2 separate regions of the Triticum aestivum genome follow, and region 2 is linked to region 1. The links are chromatin contacts, called in public HiCAR-type maps. All regions are on one chromosome and are shown on one strand. The core of a region is the stretch at or near the end of the contact, and the rest is flanking DNA. Distances in the headings are between cores, read along the strand shown.

Region 1 (6,310 bases), core at 3,032-5,531:
TAAAAGATGCAAATGACTATGCATTGTAATTAAAGATATATTTCTGGACTAGACATGCATAGACTGCTTTGCGCAGACCTCAGACACGCGTGTGTAGAGTACAGTCATCTTTTGCATGTTTTGCAATACGTTGTCCTCAACACAATATACATGAGCTGTTCAGCCGCACAGGAATGGAGCAAAATCAAAGAAGAGGAGTTACAGATACAAACACGGCAGAAAGCAATTCTTCAACGAGACAAGTCAAGATGAACAAGAATTCTCAAGAAAATCTGCCTCCAATTTCAAGATATCCTACCCATTCGTCGAGAGCCAGGACGTGCATCCTCAAGCTTCAACATCATCTATACTGGAAACATACCACCGACAACACAAGCAGAAGAACTAACTTCCTCACTCTACCATTATGTTACCGAGACAAATCCAGCTGGAGGGTCGACATCCCAGATGTAAAAAATAACGAAGAGTCTTTCGATATATACTATAGACCCCCTATGTATGCACCACTTAGATGTGTTATTTACTTGTATGCACTACATCGTAATTGTTACCCGTCTGCGTATCAACTAAATGCATCGTTTCATCTATGAACTACTTTATCCTAAAGAAATATTTCAAACAAACTTACCAAAAATTACAAAATAACTAAATAGCTAATTAGCCCGAGTGGCGCGGCGTGCCGCCGCGCACTACCCGCTAGTACCTTTATTATTTATACATGGAGACATGCCACCTTATCGTAGGACCACCGCAACATGCATGAGGAAAAAAAATCATCATTAGTTAATCCTATGCACGCATCCCACCTTTGCCACGTGTGTCACCTCATCAAAAGTTAACTCAACATGCATTGATTTTTTTCATTTTATTAATTACAATTACTCCACTTATTTTCAGAATATTTTTTATTACACAATAACAAAATACAATATATAGTGTTCATTTTTTGTTTTAGTTCATATATTATTAACTTAACTATGCATGGTTCTTACAATCAAATCACTGAAATATATTGCAATTGATTCCTGCAGCAACAGACGGAGTATTCTCAAGCTCGCTTAGAGGCTTCGCCATGGGGTGCACAACAACAGCTTCAAAGATGCTTAGAGGCAGCGATAGAGCGGCCAAATGCTACACAATGGATGCTCTCAATAAGACTTACAGATGAACTTCAAAGCTTTTTTTTACGAAAAGATGGATTTTAAGCTTGTTTTTTTAATGAATGGTGGGATTTCCCCTTACATTTCATCTCTGAAAATTGATAGTACAAAGTTTTAGAATTTTATATGCTTGATAGTATTGTAAACCTGGACGGCGTAGAGACAAGGATCTGTATACTACTATTTGATATGATTCAATGCGCTTGGGATAAGACATGCAGTCGGCAAAGTTGTACTCCCTCTGCCGCAATATAAATGTCTCAACTTTAGTACGAAGTTGACACTTATTTTGGAACGAAAAGAATAGTACTATAAAACTACTACCCACGAGAACTATCAAGTACAGGATCCGCCAAAGAACTTGTTACTTATCTGTATGCCAAGCGCTCCAATTCCAAATTCGTAAGAAAGGACCGGAAGAGGAAGAGTCAATGTTGGCAGTTTGCAGCGTTAGTCGTTCTTTTTTCTCCTCCCATGTAGACGATGTAGATTAGCTCGTCGAGTGTCCGTGTGAATTTTCATGGGCAAGCGTCTTTTTTCACTTGTTTCTTCGCACCATACACAAAGCACAGAATAAAAGGTTTGTCCTATATTCCATTCCGAAGAAGAGCATACGCAGTACGTTCCTTTCCGATGTGGAGTCGGGAGCGGAACGTCTGAACGTCCACCGCGACCACCACGAAAGCGCTAGAAAGCGATCAAGTGGTCTGCATCACTTGGAAAAGGAGCCACGAAGGTGCTACTGATAGCAGTTTTTCTTTCTTTTGCGAGATACCAACAGATTTTCCCCGAAAAATGGGAGATACTAACAGATTTAAAGGTAGCGAGCACCAGGCACTGGTACATTCACGTACTCACGTCCCCGGTCCTACCTGAATTGACATGCAGTAGACAGTAGTACAGGTAGCATTTCGCGCGATTGACCGGCCAACTGGCCAAGATGGGTGAAGAAAAGGTATGGTAATGAAGGCCTGAAAGACAGAAGCTTTGGAGCAGGGTGTCGAGCTCACGGTCGTGGTGGAGGTGCTTGGCGACCTCACCGGTCAGTCGGTCACCGGGCAGCAATCCGTGGGGTGGGAGGAGACGATGATTCCTGACGTGGAGAAAGAGACGCGGGTGACAGCAACGGAAGGCCATATCGTCAGCGTAACCGCGTACCGGTGCCCGTTTGTCAGGGTGCTGACATCTGTCGCCTACAACGAGATGGGAATTCTCGCTGAAGGCAAACTCCATATTAGGCCAACCCATTATGCAGCTGACCAGCTACTCTCATTTTTTCTTTTTACTATATAATTACGCGTGCGTTGCAACGGGAGTATAAACATTCTAATAGATTAGCCCGTGACTGCATGTTTATTGTTATATTAATGCGCAGCCACGATTTACCTACCAATTTTTTTTGTTAAGCACTTATTTCGTAAGAATTTAATGACGTACCAAAGAAAATATGTTCTTACTTTGGTAAGTTAATTAAACATGAGAGAATTGATTTCATTTTAGGGAAAAATCGACGGGAGAAAAATCAAAGATGAGAGAAAAATCAAAGATAAGAAGGAAAGAGGGGGATGTATATAAGGAAGGTTGGACGAAAGAGAGGTGAATGAGAACCTTGCAATCTTTTCTCATAGTAGACAAAGTTAATAAAACATGAGAGAATTGATTCCATTTTAGGGAAATTTCATGGGAGAAAAAACAGAAATGGGAGAAAAAAAAATTAAAGACAAGGAAAGAAGGGGGCGTATATAATAAGAAAGGTTGGATGAAAAAGAGGTGAAATGGGAACCTTGCGTTCCTTTTAAGTAGTAGAGAAAATATTTCTTGTTTTCTTATAATTTATTTATATTTCCAGATATTCTATATTACAAAAGTATTCTACAAAACATTTATAAAATGTTGATGAGGCATTTGGACAAATGTTAATAAAGCATTTGAAAATGTTAAATATCTATAGAAAAAATGTTGACTAAGTATTAAAAAATGATGAAAAAATTTGATCATGTATTTAAAAAGATGTTAATCAAGTATTTGATATCATGTTGAACATGTATTTGAAAAATGTTAATCAAGCATTTAAAAAATATTAAATACGAATAGAATTTTTTTTGATCATTTATTAAAAAATGCTGAGTTATTTTGATCATGCATATAAAAATGTTAGTCAAGCATTTGAAAAATGTTGAACAAGTATATGAAAAATGTTAATCAAGCATTTGGATAAAATTTAAATGTGTATAAAATTGTCGATGATGTATTAAAAAACTTTAATATTTTATTTGAAAATGTTAATAAAGCATTGATTTATTTTAAAAATATGTAAAACATATATTAAAAAATGTAATATATTATTTGAAAAATGTTAATCAAGGAAATGAAAAAAAGTAATAATATGTGTATAGGAAAAATGTTGACCATGTATTATTTTTTAATTTTGTATTTAAAATATGGAATATATATTTAAAAAATGTATTATAAATATTCTAAAAAGTATACGGGAAAACAGTGAAAACCCGAGGGAAATCAAAAGCAAAACAGATTAAAAAAGGAAGAAACAATGAATACGGAAGAAAAAAGAAAGAAAAGAGAAAAACCATTGAAAACTAATAAAGAAGAAAATTAATAAAAAACCAGTAAAATGAAAAAAGAAACAAAGAAAAACCGGTGAAAAAACCCCCAAAAACTTTGTGGAAATCTGTTTTTTTTACTACAAGTTGTTCGCGGCCTACTAATCTAAAGTGAATCGCGTTAGATTACTGGCTAGCAGCACAACGAAGGAACAAGGAGATCTAGGGGTCAACGGTCAACCCGTTACTTTAGAGGTCAATGTGGGAGAAGCTACCATGTCGCTTAATGCAAGATATTGCTCCCGCGCGTTTTGTCACCGTGTTCGCTCCCAAAGCGCGGCCATAGATTTTTTTTGTTAGGCCCACGACCCGAGAAGGTTAACCAGCCACCGGCCCAGCAGGCTGAGCATCGATCGTCTGACAAGAAACGGGCCTCCCAGGATGATGGGCTAAACGGCCCATCCTGCCGCGAGCTGGCTGCGGCGGGCCGATGCCGAGCTCTCTCACCAGGTGGTATAATAACACCGCGGAAACTATTATCGCTCTATATTCCCAAGCAGCCGACAGCCAGAGAGAGGAGAGGATTCCCCACCCAGCCAGCCGCGCGTGAAGTCGGCACTCCCCTCCCTCCGCCCCAACCCCTTCCCCTAGGTAACGAACCCTAACCCGATCCCGCTAGATTTCGTCGCGATTTGGTGCTCAATCCGTAGTTCTCGTGGTGCGACGTGTTCTGGTCCGATTTGCGTCCTGTTATTCGTTAATTTCCGGGGGGTTTCGTTTACCGATACTTCTCTAGCTCACGCGGTGATTGTGCTGTCTTGCGATTTTCGGGATCTGCGCGAGGCGAGCGCGCTGGCCGGATGTTTTTCTGCGATTTTGCGCGGTTTTCATCCGCGGGTTCTTCGGTGCGAGGCGATCGATCCGTGTTCCGTTTGGAGATTGCGTGCTGAGTGCATGGATTGATTGATTCGTTTGGATGTACGGAAGAAGAGTTAGGATGTTGGGGCAGAGTACTAATACATGCGGGCTTAGATGATGATGCTTCTTCTTTTTCGAGTATATATGAGTTGCGTTTATTTCGATTCCACTTGTCCGGAGGGCCTTCCTGTTAGTGCCCACGATGTTAATTAGTGTGCAATTTTACTAACGGGTAGGAGCTGCTCGTCTTGCTTTTGGGTGCATCCAAATTGTTTGTGTTTCTTTTCACATATATGCGTGCCAACTTATAATGCTTCAGCTTTGTAAAACTTAATAGTGTGTTGTTGCAATAGCTTGGGTGAGGATTCCCTGGAGTTATCTTAAACTCTACCAGTGGATTTCAGCACATCAAGATCATTGCTTACCTTGTATGGAATCCACCCAAGTTCTCCCCAGTCCACGCACGTCCCCTTCTTTCGCGCCCATGGATGATCTGCTCTTATCCTTGTCTCCACACCCTGACCCAGCTTCCCACTCCAGGATTCACTCTTGGTTGCACAGTTCCACTGCAAGTTAAATTATGACTAATTATCTGCGGTTTTGATTAGAAAGAAACGCAAGGTTTCTCCTTGTTCCAGAGTGCTTCTCCTGATCTGCTTATGAAGAGAAAGAGAGTTCGGTAATAAAGATGAAGAAGACCATGCCATCTACTAATTGGGTTGTAACGTTACTGGCATCCTCAACTCTGCCTTGCATACCTAATAGCTCTAACCTAATTAATACTTTGTTAAAGATGATTGTGGATTGAACCGAGCGTTTGTATGCTAGAAAGATTGTCATTTTTTTCTACTTAAGATCAATATTGTGCTTCATTCTCTTAGTTTATAGAGATCAAGTATTAAGTAGGTCAATGGAATTGCAATAACCTAAAGTCTATGCCATATTGCTTGACCAGATCTATCATTTACATTATAGACCACTTGGTCATAAAATATAAGGCTGCAGTCCATGTGTTTTAGTACTAAGTTATGCTTACTATGTTGTCCAACACATGACTGCTACTGTTTAGATTTTTGACTGTTGTGTTCTGCAGCCAGTTTTTCTAGATTATCCTAGGACCGCTCTTCATTTATTTCATACGTGTAGTTGCATGTTCTACCTTGTATCATCATAGTTTTATTATTACTGAATGACTTTTCAGATCTCAACTGTGCTTGGTTCTGTATGTTCTTCAGTTATTATGGGAATTATCTAGCTGCTTGAACTTTTTTTTTTCAAATATAGAAGGAATACTGTTCACATATGCTTTGCTGAACACTGTGCAACCAACCAATAGCTCTTCTTTATATGCTTATTAATTTTTTATATGTTGGCTGCAAAGTCTTGTCAAATATCTTAACATGGAATTCTCAACCCTGTTCACATATCAAATTTCTTGTGGGAAATTGTTTTGTTTGATGAACTTCCCTGCTTCGTACATTGCTTGCTATGTTTCAAGTATTGCCGCTTCCAGTAAACTAGTTTTGCTTCATTCCCTGTGTGCCGTGTTTAAAGTATGATGTTTCCTGTAAATTAGTTTCACTTACTACTATCTTTGATCAATTTTTTGTAATTAAGTGCTTGTGACTGTCGTTTCTTATTTGTACTATAATTTGGACCTTGCTGGCATAG
Region 2 (6,689 bases), core at 566-3,065, 54 kb before region 1:
GTGATTTTTTTTTCTTTCTTCTAGAGATCACACAATCTTTCTATCGTATCCACCAGAAGAAACCAAGTCCAGAACACGCTCACTCCAACAGCACAGCTCGCTGTTTCACCACACGCGAATTTGGCTCGCTTCCTTGATCCAGGAAGCAACCCAAAATGGTACTAGAAACTAATAAAAGTGAAAAAAGGAAGAAGAAGAAGAAGAAGAACAGTGGGGAGAATGAATTTACAGGGAGGCTTGGCTCCGCCACGGACCATGGTCGTCATCTCGCTTGAGGTTGAGGGAAATGTACACTCGCTCGCGGACGCAAACTCGCTGCTGGCTCGGCTATTTACACGGGCGGGCAGGCAGGCACGCCGGCCGGCTGCCCAGCCCAGCTCGTCTCGCTCTCGCCACGGGGAAAGGGGAAAACGCACGCACGCACGCCACCTGGCATGCATGGCCAAGGTGGAATTGGTAGCCGAACGGTATCATCACTCCGCCGCAACGATCGCCGCCGGCCTGGTTGCGCGCAGGCTCGCGCTCCGCGGTTGCCGTAGCATCTCGACCAGCGCCTCAGCCTACGGAATCGCAAAACAAATTAGTACTCCGTACATCGGAAGCTGTAAATTCTGTTTGTGATTGTAATGGCCGAAACGATTGTGCTTCGAACGATTGGTACCTTGGTTTTGAGCTTGGGGCGCGCGGAGGAGGACTGGGAGAGGGCGACGAGGGGAGGGATGGCGCCCTCGCGGGCGACCATGGTGCGGTACGCCGCGTTGTCGTCGCAGATCTGGAGGAGGGAGAGCGTGGCGATCTCCTTCTGCCGCGAGGTGCCGACCTCCACCATCTCCACCAGCACGGGGATGCCGCCCTCCTCCACGGTGGCGGAGCGGCCCTCGGCGAAGCCCACCAGGGAGTGGAGCACGTAGGCGGCCTTGTCCACCATGCCGGACTCCGGGTCCGACATGAGGTCCAGCAGCGGGCGCACGGCGCCGGCCTCGACTGCGCGCAGGCGGTTCTCGCGCGCGCCGCTGCAGAGCGCGTAGAGCGCCGTGGCGGCGTCCTTCTTCCCGCGCGCGCCGCCGGTCTCGAGCAGGGACACCAGCAGCGGGACGGCGCCCGCGCGGCCGACGGCGGCCGCCGCGGCGCCGTCGAGCTGGGAGAGGCGGAGCAGCGCGCACGCGGCGTTCTCCCTGGCCGCGGGCGACGCGGCCGACTTGAGCGCGCGCACCAGCGGCCGTATCGCGCCGGCCTCGACCATGAGGGCCTTGTTCTCGTCGCAGATGGAGAGGTTGAGCAGCGCCGTCACCCCGTGCTCCTGCAGCAGCGGGTCGGCGTGCGACAGCAGGGCCACGAGCGGCCGCACCGCCCCGGACGCCGCGATGCGGATGCGGTTGTCCGGGTTGTGCTTGGCGAGCAGCCGCAGCTCCATGGCGGCGCGGCGGAGCGAGTCGACCGAGGCCGAGGGCGACTCAAGCTCGGCGACGAGCGAGGAGATGGAGCCGTCGGAGGCCTCGGCCGCGCAGGAGAGCAGCAGGCGGTGGATGCCCGCGGCGGCGGCGGGCGTGAAGGAGAGGTCGTCGCTGCCGCACTCGCTGAAGGGCTCGGAGCAGGAGGAGTCGCCGCTGTCGCTGTAGCAGCTCCGCCGCCGCGGGGACACGGAGGCGTCCGAGTCCATCCCCTCCGCCGTGCTCTACCGGACGCAAATGCCGCGGCGGGCAGAGAACCTCGGAGGCGAGGGAGAGAGAGCTGGGCTGGGGGATGGAATGGAGGAGGAAGAATTGGGTGCGTTGCGTTCTCGGGGAGGAGACGAGCCGATGAAATAAGCGAGGGGGGATCGGGTGGGCTGCTTAAATTAATCGCGCTAATTATTATATTTAAGATAATCAGCCAATGGCCCTTCCGTCACTACTTTTCTGCCGCTTCTTTGGCTGGTACGAGCACCGCCACCGTCGGATCGGGAATCAGACGGCCCCGCTACACCACCCACCGTCGGAAAGGTACGTGGCGGATGCCGCGAGCGCCCGGCCGTCCGATGGGCATCCGGCGGGGGACGCGGGCCGCATCTCGTTAGGGACGGGCGGGACGAACCGGTAGCGCGGTGGGGGCGAAGAGTTCAGCGCGCGACACGTGCGACGACGGCCGCGTACGTACGGGGTCGCCCACGCACGTGAGGCCGGCAGGACGCGTGCAGGGCGAGCGGGCCGCACCACGCCGCGCTGCCTGCCGGTGGGCTGGGCCGGGCGGCTCGTGGCCCCACGGCGCGGCGGGGCTTGGGGTGGGGGGCAGGGATCGGGTAGGTGCCGCGGCGGTCGGCAGGGGGTGCCCCGTCCCCCGGTTCCCCTGATTTTGACGGTTTTGGCTGTCTTCGTCGTGAAAGTGAGGGGAATTGCCGCGTCCGGAATTGGAGGCAGCGTCTGCACACCTCGTGCCGTTTTGGCTTCTACCGCGTCATATACACAACGAATCATACTACCACGTACTAGTACGTACCCACAGGAGCATTTTTGCATGCCCCCATGGTGTCGGCTCCGAGTCGCCCGAGTCCAAGTCCTTGGATGTTTCTGCGCTGGCCTATCATCACACCGTGAAATCAGGCCAACTCCATCGTGCGGCTCCAAACAAACGTTCGTTTTATTTGAATTTTGTCCATTTGAGAGTGGGAATGAGGCCGTGTTTGTCTGGATTCGTGGATGCGTCAGCCATGCGCCCTACACACGGCCGCATTTCGGCCGCATCTTGTCCTCGTGCATGCAAATGTGAAACAAAGGATCTAAGCCGCGATCACGGTTCGCGCTATTTCACGTCGGCTGGCAACACAATCGGCGGCCTACAATCTGACGCCGGCAACAAAACCAGCGGTTGGCACAGGAGCCAGCCTTCAAAAAGACACGTTTCACGCCGGCAACAAAGCCAGCGGCCAGCACAGGAGCCAGCCTTCATAATGGACAAGTTTTGTCGTTGGCAACAAGGCCAGCTGCCGGCACAGTAGCCAGCCTTCAAAAGAGATAAGTTTTCTTGCCGACAACAAAGCCATCGGACGGCATAGGAGCCAGCCTTCAAAAAGGACTGCCATCGCGGCCGTCGTCTCACCTAGATCATGTCGTCGCGGTCTTCACAATGGCGTGATGTTGAGGTCGATGACGCCAGCGGGCGTAGTTGAGTCGACCACCACGCAGTCCGACGATGTAGAGAATCGCGTCTGGCCATGGTCATATGTTGGCGGAGCACAAAAATTCGGCGTGCCGTGTGAGACGGATGGGCTAGGGGAACGGTGTTGCGGCGGTCGATGGGACCGACGAGCCTGTGCTGGCCGCGGCCATGGCAGCGGCAGAGAGAATGGCTGGCATGGGGCGGGCCATCCCACCTATCGTGAGGTGGGCGTGTGCCTTGTAGACGATGGTCTCCTTGTCGTCAATCTCGGCCTGGTGTTGCATCGCACGCCGCAGGGTACACTCGGATGCGTACTGTGCGACGGCCTTCTTCTCCTTTTCAACGGCTCGTCGGTCCCTCCTCTTCGTCGATTCCCTGTCGAGCTTGGCGGCGGATGCTGGCGAGAGCTCCGGCCGCAGCTTCTTCGCCACAGGCTTGTTCGCGGTAGGTGATGGGTCGCTGGGATTTCGCGTCGTCGGCCATGACGGACGAAGAGAAGGGAAGGCCGGGGGCGCGGGAGGCTTTGGAGAAAAAGAAGGGAAATTGGCCGGTTGTGCCACCGCCGGGCGAATCAGGGGAGGACAAGGGCGCGCGTCCCGCTCGCCCACGCGCTGTCCCTCAGCCGCAAATAGGCTCAAACTTAGACTGAGAATGGATCGAAAGTGGACACAAAACGGACGACGGTCCGTTTGCGGCCGCGTGTTATAAAACTACCCATGAGAACCGTCAAGTACAATTATATCCGCTAAAATAAACTCGTTACTTATTTGTACGCCACGTGCTCCATAACTCATTATTTTTCTCTCCCTCCATGTAGATCAGCTCGACGAGTCGCTGTGCGAACTCCCATGGGCGCGTTAACTCGTTGTTGGAGCACCTTTTGGCTCGTTTTTTCGCATTATGCACAAAAAAGCAAAGCATAATGCGAAGAAGAGAAGAAGGATACCTTCCGTCCGGGAGCGGAACGTCTGAACGTCCACCGCGACCAGTACGAAAGCGCCAAAAGGTGATTAAGTGGTCTGCATCGCTTGGGAAAGGAGGAGCCACGAAAGTACTACTACTACTACACTGATTAACAGATTAAAGGCGGCACTAGAGACCAGTAGCACGTCCTTGCGTCCCCGGTTGTACTTGAATTGACACGCGGTATGGCATGGCGCGATTGACCGGCCAATGAACGCGTGAACGAAAGGGGAGCTTTGGAGCACGGGCTCGAGCTCTCGGTCGCTGTGGAGGTGCTGGCGACCTCACCGGTCACCGGGCAGCACCCCGTGCGCAAGAGAGACGACGATTCCTGACGTGTTGAAAGCGACGCGGGCGGTAGCTACGCAAGGCGAGATCGTCGGCGTACCCGCCGCGGCGTCTATATCTCGCACTCATCAAGACCGTAGTATTAGTCGGGCAGGCCCATTTTACGCACAGTTAATTAAGAAAAGAAAAATGAAAAGGGGAGTTCCAGGTAGATAGTGAACGGTGATAGCCATCGCGCCAACTGTACTTGTCATCTAATGGGGGGCGCCACCTACTTGAACCAAGTCTAGTGGGTTTTCTTCGGATTTCTTTTTTATTCCCCAGTTTTCTTATTTTTTTATTTGTTTCTTCAGTTTTTTCGTTTTTCTTTTTCAGTTGGTTTAATTTGTTTATTTTCTTTGGTTTTCTTTGTTTCTTTTTGTTTTAGGTTCTACATTTTCTGTACATGTCAACAACATTTTTCTAATTTACGTTGACCATTTTTTCAATCAAAATTTAACACTTTTTAATACATGGTCAACATTTCTAAACACACATTTTAACATTTTTCAAATGCTTCATTAACATTTTTAAAATACAAGATTAATATTTTTTAGTACAAGGTCAACATTTTATCGATACATATTTTAAACATTTTCAAATGCTTGATTACCATTTTTCAAATAGAAGATTAATTTTTTAATAAAGGGTCAATATTTTTTCTATGCACATTTAAAAATTACAAACGCTTCGATTATCATTGTTTTAAATGCAATATTAACATTTTTCTATACACATTCAACATTTTTTGAATGCTTCACTAAATTTTTTGAATACTTGCTCAACAATTTTTTCAAATGCTTTATTAACATTTTTATATACATGATAAAAAATTCAACATTTTTTAATACATGGTAAACATTTTCTATATACATATTTAACATTTTTCAAATACTTGTTCAATATATTTAAATGCTGGATTAACATTTTTATATACATGATAACAAAATTTCATAATTTTTTAATATTTTTCAAATGCTTGATCAACATTTTTCAAATACTTGTTCAACTTTTTTTCAGATGCTTGATTAACATTTTTATATACATGATAAAAATCATCATTTTTTAATACATGGTCAACATATTTCTATACACATTCAACATTTTTCAAATGCTTGATCAAAAAATTTCAAATACTTGTTAAAAGAAATTCAATTTCTTGATAAAAAATAGATACGTGATAAAACATTTTATACATGATAAACATTTTTCTATACACATTTAACATTTTTCAAATACTTGGTCCACATATTCCAATTGTTTTTTATAGAATGTTTTTTGTAATATAAATATCTACTTAGAATATTTTAAAGTATAAACTTATTTCAAAAAATAAAGCAAAAAAGGAAACAAAAAAGGGAAAAATATAAGGAAAAGGAGGTTGTGCGCTCCTGAGAGACTTTTAACTGATGCGGTGTATTCTCTAAAGTCGGCTCCTCTCAGCGAAATGGCGGATATGTGAAGCGACCATACTGAGTCTCCTTGGTGCGGCAGCACACGCTCCTAGTTCCTGGCGGTGACTTACTGATGCCAAGCGTCGTCATGATGCTCCTCAACCATGGTTCCTGATCTACGACAATAGGTCGGGCCTTCTCTGCGGTGAGGGAGTTGGCCTCCCTAGTTGTTCTGGTGGGCCAGCCGGACGGGGACTTGGGTGGCGAGACTGCTTACGGGCGTCGTTGCCTTGATGGAGGTGTAAAAAATTAGTTCTTTCCTCCTTACGTCTATTACTCCAGGGGAAAACCCTAGGTCGAGCCCTCGAATGAGACGATGACATCACATGTGTCGTGGTGTCCTCTTTCGGGCATCTTTTTTAAAGACGGTTCTGGCTAGAGGGACCCGGGGTGGGGTGATGCTTGCACTGGAACTGCCACTCCGCTGTCTCTTCGGCGTCTAGTTTGGGTGTCTATCACATGGAGATGGTGTGTGGCGGTGCGTGGTGACGACCCATTACAGCGGGTAGTCGTGAGGCATTGCGGTTGTGTGGTGTTGCAGAGGTGGTGCACAACGGTAATGTCTGGAAGCAGTGCGAATGGTCATGCATGGATCGACATGCTCGGCGGCGCTAGTGCTGGCAGATGACGACCATCGCGGTGCAACGACGACTCATGGTGTATCCTCAATGAGCCAATGGTCATGCCCAAATTTATGACCACGTACACTTGCCAGGATCGTGGGAGCATCTCCAGTGTGGTATTTTGACAGTATCATCCTCTCTCGCTAGTTGAGCTATGACATTTGCCATGTGCTTCGATGAATGTCTT

The links. HiCAR-type assays count read pairs that join an accessible place to other places.
Region 2: a contact with region 1 is called in a HiCAR-type map of leaf, with 2.5 times the contacts expected there. The contact joins the promoter of LOC123188158 here to the promoter of LOC123188157 in region 1. A contact is called at or near these places in 1 of 5 Hi-C or Micro-C datasets (leaf) and 1 of 1 datasets of contacts at active chromatin or transcription factors (leaf).

What each region holds. Positions count from the first base shown.
Region 1 is chr2A:165,832,296-165,838,605 of IWGSC CS RefSeq v2.1, reverse strand. It overlaps LOC123188157 (eukaryotic peptide chain release factor subunit 1-3), which reads left to right and starts at 4,281. Exons shown (of 3, transcript XM_044600201.1): 1 at 4,281-4,372.
Region 2 is chr2A:165,883,502-165,890,190 of IWGSC CS RefSeq v2.1, reverse strand. It overlaps LOC123188158 (U-box domain-containing protein 4), which reads right to left and starts at 1,815. Exons shown (of 2, transcript XM_044600202.1): 1 at 662-1,815; 2 at 1-560. The coding sequence starts at 1,660. The coding sequence ends at 474.